2 separate regions of the Mus musculus genome follow, and region 2 is linked to region 1. Evidence: chromatin contacts called from public HiChIP or PLAC-seq data. All regions are on one chromosome and are shown on one strand. The core of a region is the stretch at or near the end of the contact, and the rest is flanking DNA. Distances in the headings are between cores, read along the strand shown.

Region 1 (5,519 bases), core at 2,147-4,646:
TAAGTTCTAGACCTGTCTGAGTTGAGAATGAGTCTATCTCAAAACACAAACCAACAAAAAGATTAAAAAACAAACAAACAAACAAAAACAGGCTCACAGTCCAGTTTCCTGACGGTTCACCCATTACTACATTCATTGCTACATTCCCCACTCCATTTTCTTAGCTGTGAGCATCTTCCCTGAGTCCCTCAGGAGAGAGCTAATGTTGCTAACAGTAGAGCTGGTCAATTTCACCCACCTGGGCTTGGGGACTTGGCAAAGAAAACCATGGGAAGCATTGACTGACACAGACCCGGAGGCACTCAGGATCAGCCATGTTCCAGTAGGCAACACCATTGATAAACGTAGGGAGAGGCGTTATGCACACTCTGCGCAGGTGCCAAGGCTCCAGACCTTCTAACCCCGCCCCACTTACAGAGGGTGCTGATTGGCTCAAACGTTCAAAATAACTCCATGGAGGTAGGTGAATGTAAGAAGGCACGGCAGCAGCGAAGGCAGAACACTGGACCACATCGCTTGAGGGAGTAGGGAAGGCGTCATCAACAAGGCCAGGGCTTGGCCTCCATCTTCCAGACGTAAGACAAAGTTTTTACTGTTCATTTCATTTAAACATCCTAGCGTGTCGTCATGGAGACAGATATTCTCAGCTGCCCAGCAAACCAAAGTTCAGAGAGTTCTTGGAGGACCAAGATGGAGGGAAAGGACCTACGAATTGAGATGAACGCCTGGGATAAGATGGGAGGTCATCCCACGGGAACCAGTCTGTCATGCGAGGAGTGGAGCTGTCTTGGCGACCAACTTGCAAGGGAAGCCCAGGAGATTTGTGGTTCAAGCTGACCGATTTCAGAGCTGAGGCCAGAGCTATCAGGTCAGTCCCAGGATCCATATCAGGTTCTTTACATCCTGAAGCCCCTGGTCGCTGCCAAGGCGCAGGAGGACACTGGCCAGGAAGAATGCAGTGAGCGATCAGGAAAGGGTGGGTGATTCTGAGCTATAACATTTTGCTTTTGCATTTTGTTTTGAGGCAAGGTCCTTTTAGGTAGTTCTAGCTGTTCTGGAGTTTGCTATGTAGACCAAGCTGTCCTGGAACTCATAGAGATCTTCCTGCCTCTGACTCCTAAGTGCTGAGATTAAAGGCATGCACCTTTATGACTGACTAGCCATACCATTTTGGCCAAGTAGCTGGAAAGATTGGAGTTGATTAGCCAAACCATTTCATGGTGTTTGAAAAGCAACAAGAAGCCAGCCGTGATGGCGCACACCTTTAGTTCCAGTGAGGCCAGTAAGGGCTACATAGTGAGACCCTGTCTCAAAAACCAAACAAACAGGACTGGAGAGATGGCTCAGTGGTTGAAAGGCTGTCTGCTCTTCCAGAGGACCTTGGTTTGGTCCCCAGCACCCACTTGGTGGCTCGGCTCACAGCTATCTGTAACTCTACTTCCATGGATTCTGATGCCCTCTTCTGGCCTTCATTAGCATTGCACACATAAGTAAAAAAAATTTTTTTAAATAAAGATGAGTTTCTTGATTAAAAACTGTATCCTTGGGACTGGCGAGATGGCTCAGTGGGTAAGAACACTGACTGCTCTTCCGAAGCTAGCATGCCTTTGACATGGCTGCTTAGGAGGCCAGGGCAGATCACAAGTTTTTTTTTTTTTTTTTTTTTTTTAAAGATTTATTTATTTATTTATTATATGTAAGTACATTGTAGCTGTCTTCAGACACTCCAGAAGAGGGGGTCAGATCTTGTTACGGATGGTTGTGAGCCACCATGTGGTTGCTGGGATTTGAACTCTGCACCTTCGGAAGAGCAGTCGGGTGCTCTAACCCACTGAGCCATCTCACCAGCCCCCAGATCACAAGTTTTATTTAATTTAACTTCACTTAAGCATGTGGAGTCCTGAGTTAACTGTGCAGTGTTGTCATGGGAGCATGACCACGGCAAGGATGTCAATGCCTCCCCTGCTTGGGATTGAAGCTGCCTCCTCCAAGGGTCTACATGCCTGGTTCCCAGGCTGCTGGTGGTACAGTTCTCTGCGGGGCCGTGGGTGTGGGGGAAAGAGGGGAATGGGAGAGAGTCCACGACCCGCCAGAGTTCTGGTGTTCTGGGCGGGCGACACGGGAGGACTGCGCACGCTTTTCACGCGGCCCCAGGTGGACATCTGGGCTGTGTGAAGCCACTGAGCCCACACGGTGGGTGGTGGACAAGGGTCAGCCCTAGGTACCAGGTTCTCAGCCTCCGGCATCCCACGCTGGATACGGAGGAGGAGCTGAGAACAGAATAAGGGCCCCGGGGACAGCACTGGGCCCCGGGGATGAGGGGAGGAGAGTGCAGGGGGAGAGGGGGTCCTGGATGGTTCCCATGTGGGTGTGAGTCCTTGGTCAGATCCGTGGCTGGAGCACGGGATGGCCTTCTGGCGGGAGGTTAGACACCGGGCTCCCATCCTTCAAGCACGTGGAGAGAGGGGGAAAGGGAGAGAGAAGTAGGGCTAGAGAGTAAGAAAGGTAAGAGCTTAAGAGAGCTAGGAGGGTCCAAGCAGCCCCTTTTATAGTGGGCTGGGCTATCTTGCTGTTGCCAGGTAACTGTGGGGAGGAACATATCTGGCTATAGACAGGTAACTGTGAGGGTGGAGTCTAGCCAGAATGCCCGAAGCTTGGCACATTGTCTGCAAGACTGATAGTCACAGAATTATGGACAGTCACCTGATTCTGGGAACGTGGCTCGCCTTTCCGTCCCTTGTAGATTTCTCTATTGGGTCACAGGAGCAAGCCCCATTCAACCAAAATAGGCTGCCTATCACAGTCCCACAGTTCTCCCCAGACCCTGCTTCTCCTTCCGTTTGCCTGTGTGTCTTTCTTCATCCCCTTGTTCCCCAAGTCAGGTTCCCCGGACCTTTCTGTGTAGGTCCAAACACTTAAAGACCAGGCCATCTCTTAACTGTAACCCTCAGTAAAATTGAAAAGTAAACTACATTCTGCCGACACACAGCGGCACAGAATAGAGATTATAGTTCCAAGAGGAGGAAGTGGGGCACAGTGAGGGAATCCTAGACCAAAGCAAGGCCGAAACCTGGCCCAGGCAAATCCCAAATCCTGTAGTCCATGTCTGATGTCACTGTTCCACTCCTGTGTGCAGCTCTCCTGGGCAGGTATCCCATGGCTCTGGGATCTCCAAAGCAGGGGCAGGTGGGTGGAGCTTTTTGAGTTCCAGGCCAGCATGGTCTGAGAGCTGGTTTCAAAAATTAAAGGGGGGGGGGGGTAGCGGAGGAGATGGGAGGGGTTGGAGAGGGGAGGTAAAGTGGGGAGGAAGAAGAGGAAGACAAAAGGTCAAAAGATAGCCCCAGGGCAGGCGCTGGCTTCTCAAGAATGCTGAGTCTGCAGTTCTCAACAGCCACGTGTGACTTAGGCAGCTCCCGTAGTTCCCGCTTTGCCGCTGCCTTCTGTCCAGAACAGAGCTGTCACATTCTCAGCAGAGCAGCTGCGACCCCACCAAGATCAGGCCGGCCTCCATTCCCTCATCCAACGACTCTCAGCCCAGGCTGCAGTCACACCCTCCTGGGCACCAGCCCCCGGTGCAGGGGATACTGCGCCAGCGGCTCTGGACTCCTGGGGTATTAGTATGTACAGGAAGTAAAAGATTCATCGTTAAAGCTATGCAGCTTTCAGGAGGCTGGCTCCTACGCGGGGGCGGGTCTTCGGGATTCGGCTGTTTGGGGGTCACCCATGTTCAGATAAACTCACTGACTCATCAGAAGTTCAACTTGGGTGGAATTGGTCCTTGGTGTGCTGGCGCCCTCTGTGGAAAGAACGGGCCTTTGTGTCTCCCGGGCGGGGGTGGGGGGGGGTGGGGGTGGTGGACGGACGACAAGGTATCAGTGGCTCAGAGGGGGATGAAGGAATGTTTTTATTTTGAGACAGGGTTTTATTATATAGCCAGGGCTGGCCTAAGCTGGCTGTGGAGAGAACTCTAGGCAATCCTTTCTCTGCCTTCCAAGCGCTAGGATCACGGGAATGTGCCGCAGTGTCTTGCATGGTTTTTCATTTTCCTCTCCTTTTGAGACAGGGTCCCCTGTAGCTGAGGCTGGCCTTCGCCCAGCTGCCCTCTCTTCCTAAGTCTCCTGTCTCCTCCCACTGCTCCCCTCTGCTTTCATACATGGGATCACAAGGCAGCTTTTCAGGGACACGGGACACGATTATAGGTTGATAAGATAAAACATAGGTCAAGTTGTGTGGAAGCTCTTTCCTGTAAGATTTATTTGGGAGCAGGAGAGATGGCTCAGAGGCTAAGAGCACCAGCTGCTCTTGCAGAGGATATAGAGTACAAATCCCAGCTCCCACACGGTGGCTCACAACCATCCCAACTCCAGTTCCAGGGGATGCAACCCCTCATCAGACAACTGTGGCAACCAGGCAACACATATGGTGTACATACACTCAAACACATAGATAAGTCTTTTTAATAAACGGTTTTAAAGTATTCTCACACAGTAAAAGAATTGTAAGCTTGAGATCCATGCTAATGTTTGCTGCCCCCTACTGGAATCTTTTGGGAGAAAACCCCGAGTCCTGGTTATGCATTCAAATAAAAATAACCCTGCGTGGACAGTTAGCTGATGTTACCTTCTAGTGGACATTTTCCAGAACTCGCCATACTCCGTCTCTCATTTCAGAGATTGGAGGCACGCTTCTGCTCTTCTACGTGGCCTTGGTAACTCCAGGCCCTGGGGGCTCCTCTCAGGCCCCGGTCTCCACAGAGCAACCTGAGGGCACCAGGAAGTGTCTTCTTAGAGGTGTCTTTGGCTCTGACATTCTGAGACACCTGTCGTAACTGCTGAGCCGTCTCTCAGCCCAATATAATCAAATATTTTGTATTCTAAAAGTATAACCTTGGTGGGTTTGAGGTTGGGTTTGTTTGTTTGTTTGTTTGTTTTTTGTTTTTCAAGACAAACTCACTCTGTAGACCAGGCTGGCCCCAAACTCAGAAATTCGTCTGCCTCCCAAGTGCTGGGATTAAAGATGTGCACCACCATGCTGGGCGAGGGTTTTTTTTTTTTTTTTTTTTTTAAGATTTATTTATTGTTATTTATATGAGTACACTGTAGCTGTCTACAGACACACCAGAAGAGGGCATCGGATCCCATTACAGATGGTTGTGAGCCACCATGTGGTTGCTGGGTATTGAACTCAGGACCTCTGGAAGAGCGGTCAGTGCTCTTAACCGCTGAGCCATCTCTCCAGCCCGAAGGGTTATTATTGCTTTTTATACAGTCTCCTATATCCTAGTTGACCTCAAATGATAAATAGATAGATGATAGATAGATAGATAGATAGATAGATAGATAGATAGATAGATAGATAGATGATAGATAGAGGAGGCTGACCTTGAACTACAAATCCTCCTGCCTCCGTAAGTGCTAGAATTGCAGGCATATGCTCCCACATCTGATTTATGTCGTGTTAAGGATCGACCCCCTGGACCTGTTGCCTGCTTGGCAAGCATTCTGTCTGCTGAACTAATG
Region 2 (5,519 bases), core at 1,779-4,278, 660 kb before region 1:
ATCTCCAAACTTTTTGTTTTGTTTTGAGACAGTCTTACTGTGGCACCCTGGCTGGTCTAGAACTTACTGGGTAGACTACGCAGGCCTCAAACTCAAAGAGATCTGCTTGCCTCTGTCTCCTGAGTGCTGGGTAAAAGGTATAAGCCACCATGCCTGCCTGGGTGGCCAAACTTTTTTTTTTTAAGTTATTATTTCTTTTATGTATATGGTTGTTTTGCTTGTGTATATGTCTGTGTATCACATGAATGCCTGGTGCCTGTAGAAACCAGAAGAGGGCACTAGATCTCCTGAACTGGAGTTGTGTATAGTTGTAATATGTTAATATGTGGGTGCTGAGAATTGAGCCTGAATCCTCTGGCAAAGCAGCCAAGGCTTTTAGCTATGGGGCCCTTCTACAGCTCCACCGTAAGTTCTTAAAACTCCTAAGTCTCCTCAGAACCAGTCTGTCTGAATCAAGACTTCATTACAACAACCCCTAGCCTCTGGAGCTTGGTTTTTACACCTAAATTCCTCGCTCTGTCGTCTGAGGGGAGATCAGCCCTCATGGGTGCCACTCTCTTCCAGCCCTCTCCACTGCAGCAAACATCTCCTACAGCTTTCCCTGTGTCAGAGGCAAGGGCAGTCCTTGCCTCAAGACCTCTCAGCATCAAAGCGGAGTTTGTTGATGACTGATTCTAGAACAAAGGTCAGTTGTGAAAGGCACGGTGGTGGGGGAGTGCTGCAGAGAGGCAGTTATCCTATAGCAAGGGAGTCGGTGGTGCCAAGGCCTTGGTTAGAAGATGCTGGGGGAGGGGAGGGGGTGGAGAGGTGGCTCAGCAGTTAAGAGCACTGACTGCTCTTCCAGAGGTCCTGAGTTCAAATCCCAGCAACCACATGATGGCTCAACCATCTGTGATGAAATCTGATGCCCTCCTCTGGAGTGTCTAAAGACAGCTACAGTGTACGTACATATAATAAATAAATCTGAAGCAGCAGCAGCAGCAGCTTGAGGATTTGAGGATTCCAGGGGCTGAGATTAAAGCCCTTTGGCTTCCTTCTGCTTCCCTGGGCCTATCCACCCAGGGTTTGGATGTCTTGCTGACCTGATCCTCAGTCCTACTGTGTGGTGATCCTGGACAGGAAATGTAGTCTACCTGGGTCCCGCTTTTCTCCATAAACTATACAACGCAACTAATGCCTAGGCTGATAAGACAGCATGTGCTTGGCAAACGGTAGGCACTCGCTCCATCAGCAATGCCTAGCGAGCATCCTTGAAAGGCTGATGGGGGCAGATTCCCCATGGACACTCTCCTTGCATATGGCCCCATCTGCTGTATGTATAGAAGCACCCTCCAGCCTCTCAGAGATGGGTGGGGAAGAGGGGAGGGCACAGGGGGGACGAGGCCCCCCCTGGGACTCTGAGGCAGCTCTTCTCGCTCCCCCGTGCGTGAAATCACGAACGCCCCAATCTGTCTACATCCACTTCCTTTGCCAGCTCAGCAAATGCAGAGGCGATTAAGAAGTTAATTAGCAGGCAGCAGGGAAGGGGCTGGGGACCCATCCCTGCACCCCTTCACCCCTCTGTGTCCCACCCATGACCATCCCTTCTCCCCCTGCTGTCGATCTTCTGATCCAGATGCTCCTTTCCTCCATGTCTGATACCTCCCTGCCACCTTCACCCTTTCTCACTCACCCTCTGCTCACTTCTGACCCCATTCCTCTCCTCTGCTCATTCAAGTCACCGCCTTCTTTGTTGTCAAGGTTCACTCGTCCTCCTCCCATCTCCTCTCCTTCCTCTCTCACCTTACCAGTTCCTGTCCTGCTTGACTTTGGATCTGATGAGTGGGCTCCACATCTGCCTCAGGAGCCAGCAGCTTCATGGTCGTCTGTCAGGTCCCAGTGTCTCCCCTACAGTCCTGGAGCATCCTCCTCTGGTCTTCGTTTCTGACTCCTGGCTCTCTGGTCTGCTCAAGGGCTCTTATTTGTGCCAGGTCATGGAGCGAGAGGGCACAGATATGGGGCAGGAGGTGGTGGCAATTTCCCCCCTGCTGTTGCCCCTGTCCCGTGCAGCCATAGCTAAGCTTGAACCTGTCTTTTGCCCTTCCTCCGTCCAAACTGGGGTAGGGGCTGGAAGATGGCCACCTCTTCCCTGCCTCACATTCTGACTTACGTATCAACATGTCATTTTCCGACATCAGTTTTTCAAGGGAAAGATCATTAAGGAGAAGGGGGCAAGGTAGAGATTAAAAGGGCAGATGCATGGAGAGAGACCGGGTAGGTAAGGAGAGCTGGAGACATTGAGACGGGGCAGTGATCCCTGTGTCCTTTCCCTGACTGGAAAGTCTGGGTCTTTGAGCAATGAGAGTCAGAGGGAAACAGAAGGTCCATGGTGCCAGGGGCTTTTCTTACCCACAGAAACTTCCCTGATTTATTTTTCACCTGAGTTCCAGGTCCTCCCTGTACTCCTGTCTGGCCTTCTCTACATCCTTTTGAACCTGTTTCACATGGGGTGTTGCAGAATAAGCAGGGGTTGCCTTGATTTCCAGAGGAGAGAGTACTCTGGATAAGGTGAGCCTAGGCATGCATGCTCAAGTCTTTAACTTGCTGGCCTGCAGTGGGGGCATATATCCAGGGCATCCCCTGGGGGAGGGGCTGTGTTTCTGACTGTGGGATGCAGAGACCTGGAGTGAGCATTTAAGGAATTGCATAAATGAAGAGCATTCTCCAGGAGTCCTGGCTGGGTTAGGCAGGGTGTGTGTATGCTCACGCGCGCGCGCGCGCGCGCGCGCGTGTGTGTGTGTGTGTGTGTGTGTGTGTGTGTGTACGCGCGCGCGCGTGTGCGTGTCGTGTGCGCGTTTTCCTTTTCTTCCATCAGTTAGTCCTTAGGGCGCTGGGGTCTCGGAGCTGTTCTAGCCAAGCACAATCCTCCACCACCTAGCAGGACTTCTCCAGTCCGCTGCCCTTCCCAGCGGGCCCCCTCCCACCCTAACCGGCGCCTGTGGAAGGCGCAATCTCAGCGCCCAGGGCGGCCAGCGAGCCGGAGGAGGCAGAGGCGGTGAATAATTCATAGGACTGGGAGGCCCTTATCTCCCCGGCCGGCCCCACCCGGGGGCCCCTGTGCTGGGCTGGCGTCCCTCGGCTCTCTGCTTTATCTCGACGCCCAGCTTGTAATGCAGCCCTCCATATCACAGGCAGAAGGGGAGATTAATTTTCTGGTTTTGCATGGGCGGGGAGGGGGAGAGGGCGAGGGGAGGTGCTGGGGAGCAGAAGCTGGGATCTTTCCGATTTCAGACTCCAGCGGCTTAATCCTCTCCCAGGCCTGCAGGAACCGGAGGAAGAGGGTGTTGCAAGCCAAATTTCATCATCGGCGGCAGCCCCAACAGAGGGAGGAGGAGGCGAGGGGCAAACAGACGGCAGAGGCAGCAGCGCTGGCGCAGAAAGGGGAGCTGTTTGGAAACAGGGTGTAGGGTGGCCCTATCAGCCTCGTCACGCATAAGGCTGCCTGTGGAGAGCTGGAACTCTCTGCCCACGTGGAACACGCGTGGGCACACGTGTGTGACACCTAGAGCTTGGGGGCACACGGGCACACACTTCTTTAGAAGCTGACAGCATCCTGATCCTTGCCTAGCATCGGTCTCGAAAAGAGTCCCCCCCCCAAAAAAAAAAAAAAACCCAACAACAAAAACCCAACGTTGACTGACTGGTGAATGTTGATGGTCTAAGCAGACACAGCGCCACATGCTCTTAGAATCTGGTTCTGCCAGCTCGTTGCCATCTGCCCCGTGGGCCCTGGCACGTGCCCACTTCTGGCTCCTTTCATTTTGGGGGTTTCCATGGTCTGCATAGGACAATGAGAATTTCTGCTACATCTGTTTATGAGACATGGTTACCCAGAGCTAGAGGAACCCACCACCTGTTAGCTGAGTACTCATTCCATGTAGGGGCGTGGGCAGGCAGCTCTGCGCTGCTTCCCACAATCAGAAGTGAGTCCTGCCTTCATGGAGCTAACCACCTAGGAGGGGCAACTGACACCTGGGAGGGACAACTGACACCTGGGTAGCTGATTCGTTGAGAGAAAGAATGTGATGCTAAGAAAAACTACCGGGAGGAGGAGGGGCGGGGAGGAAAGAAGTGAGGGGGGCCTGGGGGGGGGGAAGGGAGGGGGGGAGAAGAGAATTGGTGAGAACCAGGAAAGCATTCTAGAATGTAGTGTTTGGGATGTGCTTTTATTATTTTTTTTAAGATTTTATTTATTTATTATATGTAAGTACACTGTAGCTGTTTTCAGACACACCAGAAGAGGGCGTCAGATCTCGTTACGGATGGTTGTGAGCCACCATGTGGTTGCTGGGATTTGAACTCTGGACCTTTGGAAGAGCAGTCGGGTGCTCTTACCCACTGAGCCATCTCACCAGCCCCCGTGCTTTTATTATTAATCTGAATTGGTAATAATGGCGTGAGATGGAGGCAAGGCATTTTAGTCTGAAAAAGAAAAAGATGACGACGGGGGATGTCAGGGTGAAGACAGGGTAGTTTTATCTGTTTAGTGGGTCAAGGGCTGGGGTTAAGTGGATGATCTTAGATCAGCCTTGGGGTGCAGGGTGGCCGTTGAGGGGTTGTGAGCAGGAAGTGGCATAGTCAACAATGTGTGATGGGCATTTACTAAATAATATGGAAGAGATTGTCTCATTAAATCCTAGACATTTTACACTAGACCTTAGTCAAAAGGCAGAGAGGCTGCGTTATCTCACTGTAAATAGATGAGAAAGCCATGGAGGTGCTGGCGATAGAATTCGAATCAATGGAAGATACAGAGATGGAGGCATAAATTATTTAATGACTCCTGCACTTTCAGGCATTGGGGGGAAAAAAGATATTTTTGTATTTTGATGTTCAATACATTTATCGTTATCGATGATTAGCATTCCTCTAAATAGTCTCATGCTACTTACACAACCAATAAACTGAGAAGTTCTGCAATTAGCAAATTCCTTTTCTCCAAATATTTAAACATTGATTGCAAATGAAATTAAGCACTTTGTAAACCCATCAGTTTTTCTTGAAAGCCTTAAACATAATTAAAAGCAGACAAAACATTCACTGCAAAACCAGCGTCGGGCACTTAAATGTCTTTGTGTGTTATTTCTGCCACTACTCTCTTTGTTCCTACTGTTTTGTCTTGCTTTTTCCCAGACATAGGAATTTCCCACCTTGAGCTAGAGAGGGAAGCTTTACTTTTTCCATAGGCTGACTCCTGCAGGAGATTAGGTGGAAGGGAGAGTCTGGTGTGTGCACAAACCCCAGGGGTGGGGGACCTCTGAGGAATTCTTCTGGGATTCATTATGCAACCCTTCCCTACCTCATCAGGAACTGTTCTCTTTCCAGTCAGGCCAATCACAGGCTTTCATATTTTAGTGTATGGCCCTAATCTTCCTCCGCCCACCACCCCCAATGCTTCTGGTCCTGAGGCCTTATCTTTACAGCGCAGCCCACCGGATAGCGCTGTTCCGAACGGGGCCTGGTCTGGTTAAGCTGAAAGC

The links. HiChIP or PLAC-seq counts read pairs in DNA pulled down with a chosen protein or histone mark.
Region 2: an H3K4me3 HiChIP or PLAC-seq map of bone marrow-derived macrophages shows a contact between it and region 1, with 4 times the contacts expected there. The contact joins two enhancer-like sites. A contact is called at or near these places in 2 of 39 promoter capture datasets (both in liver) and 2 of 115 datasets of contacts at active chromatin or transcription factors (bone marrow-derived macrophages and microglia).

The regions. Positions count from the first base shown.
Region 1 is chr15:98,999,723-99,005,241 of GRCm38.p6, reverse strand. No RefSeq gene overlaps it. Among named protein-coding and RNA genes, the nearest start is that of 4930578M01Rik, 17 kb to the right of the region's middle. Within about 2 kb of position 3,396, at least 44 of the 459 cell types and tissues checked have an H3K27ac peak or open chromatin away from gene starts, as enhancers often do. A contact at or near this core is called in bone marrow-derived macrophages, where this site is marked.
Region 2 is chr15:99,662,495-99,668,013 of GRCm38.p6, reverse strand. It overlaps Gm34880 (a long non-coding RNA gene), which reads left to right. Exons shown (of 4, transcript XR_875662.3): 3 at 2,430-2,547; 4 at 3,297-3,650. Among named protein-coding and RNA genes, the nearest start is that of Gm34880, 4.6 kb to the left of the region's middle. Within about 2 kb of position 3,028, at least 121 of the 459 cell types and tissues checked have an H3K27ac peak or open chromatin away from gene starts, as enhancers often do. A contact at or near this core is called in bone marrow-derived macrophages, where this site is marked.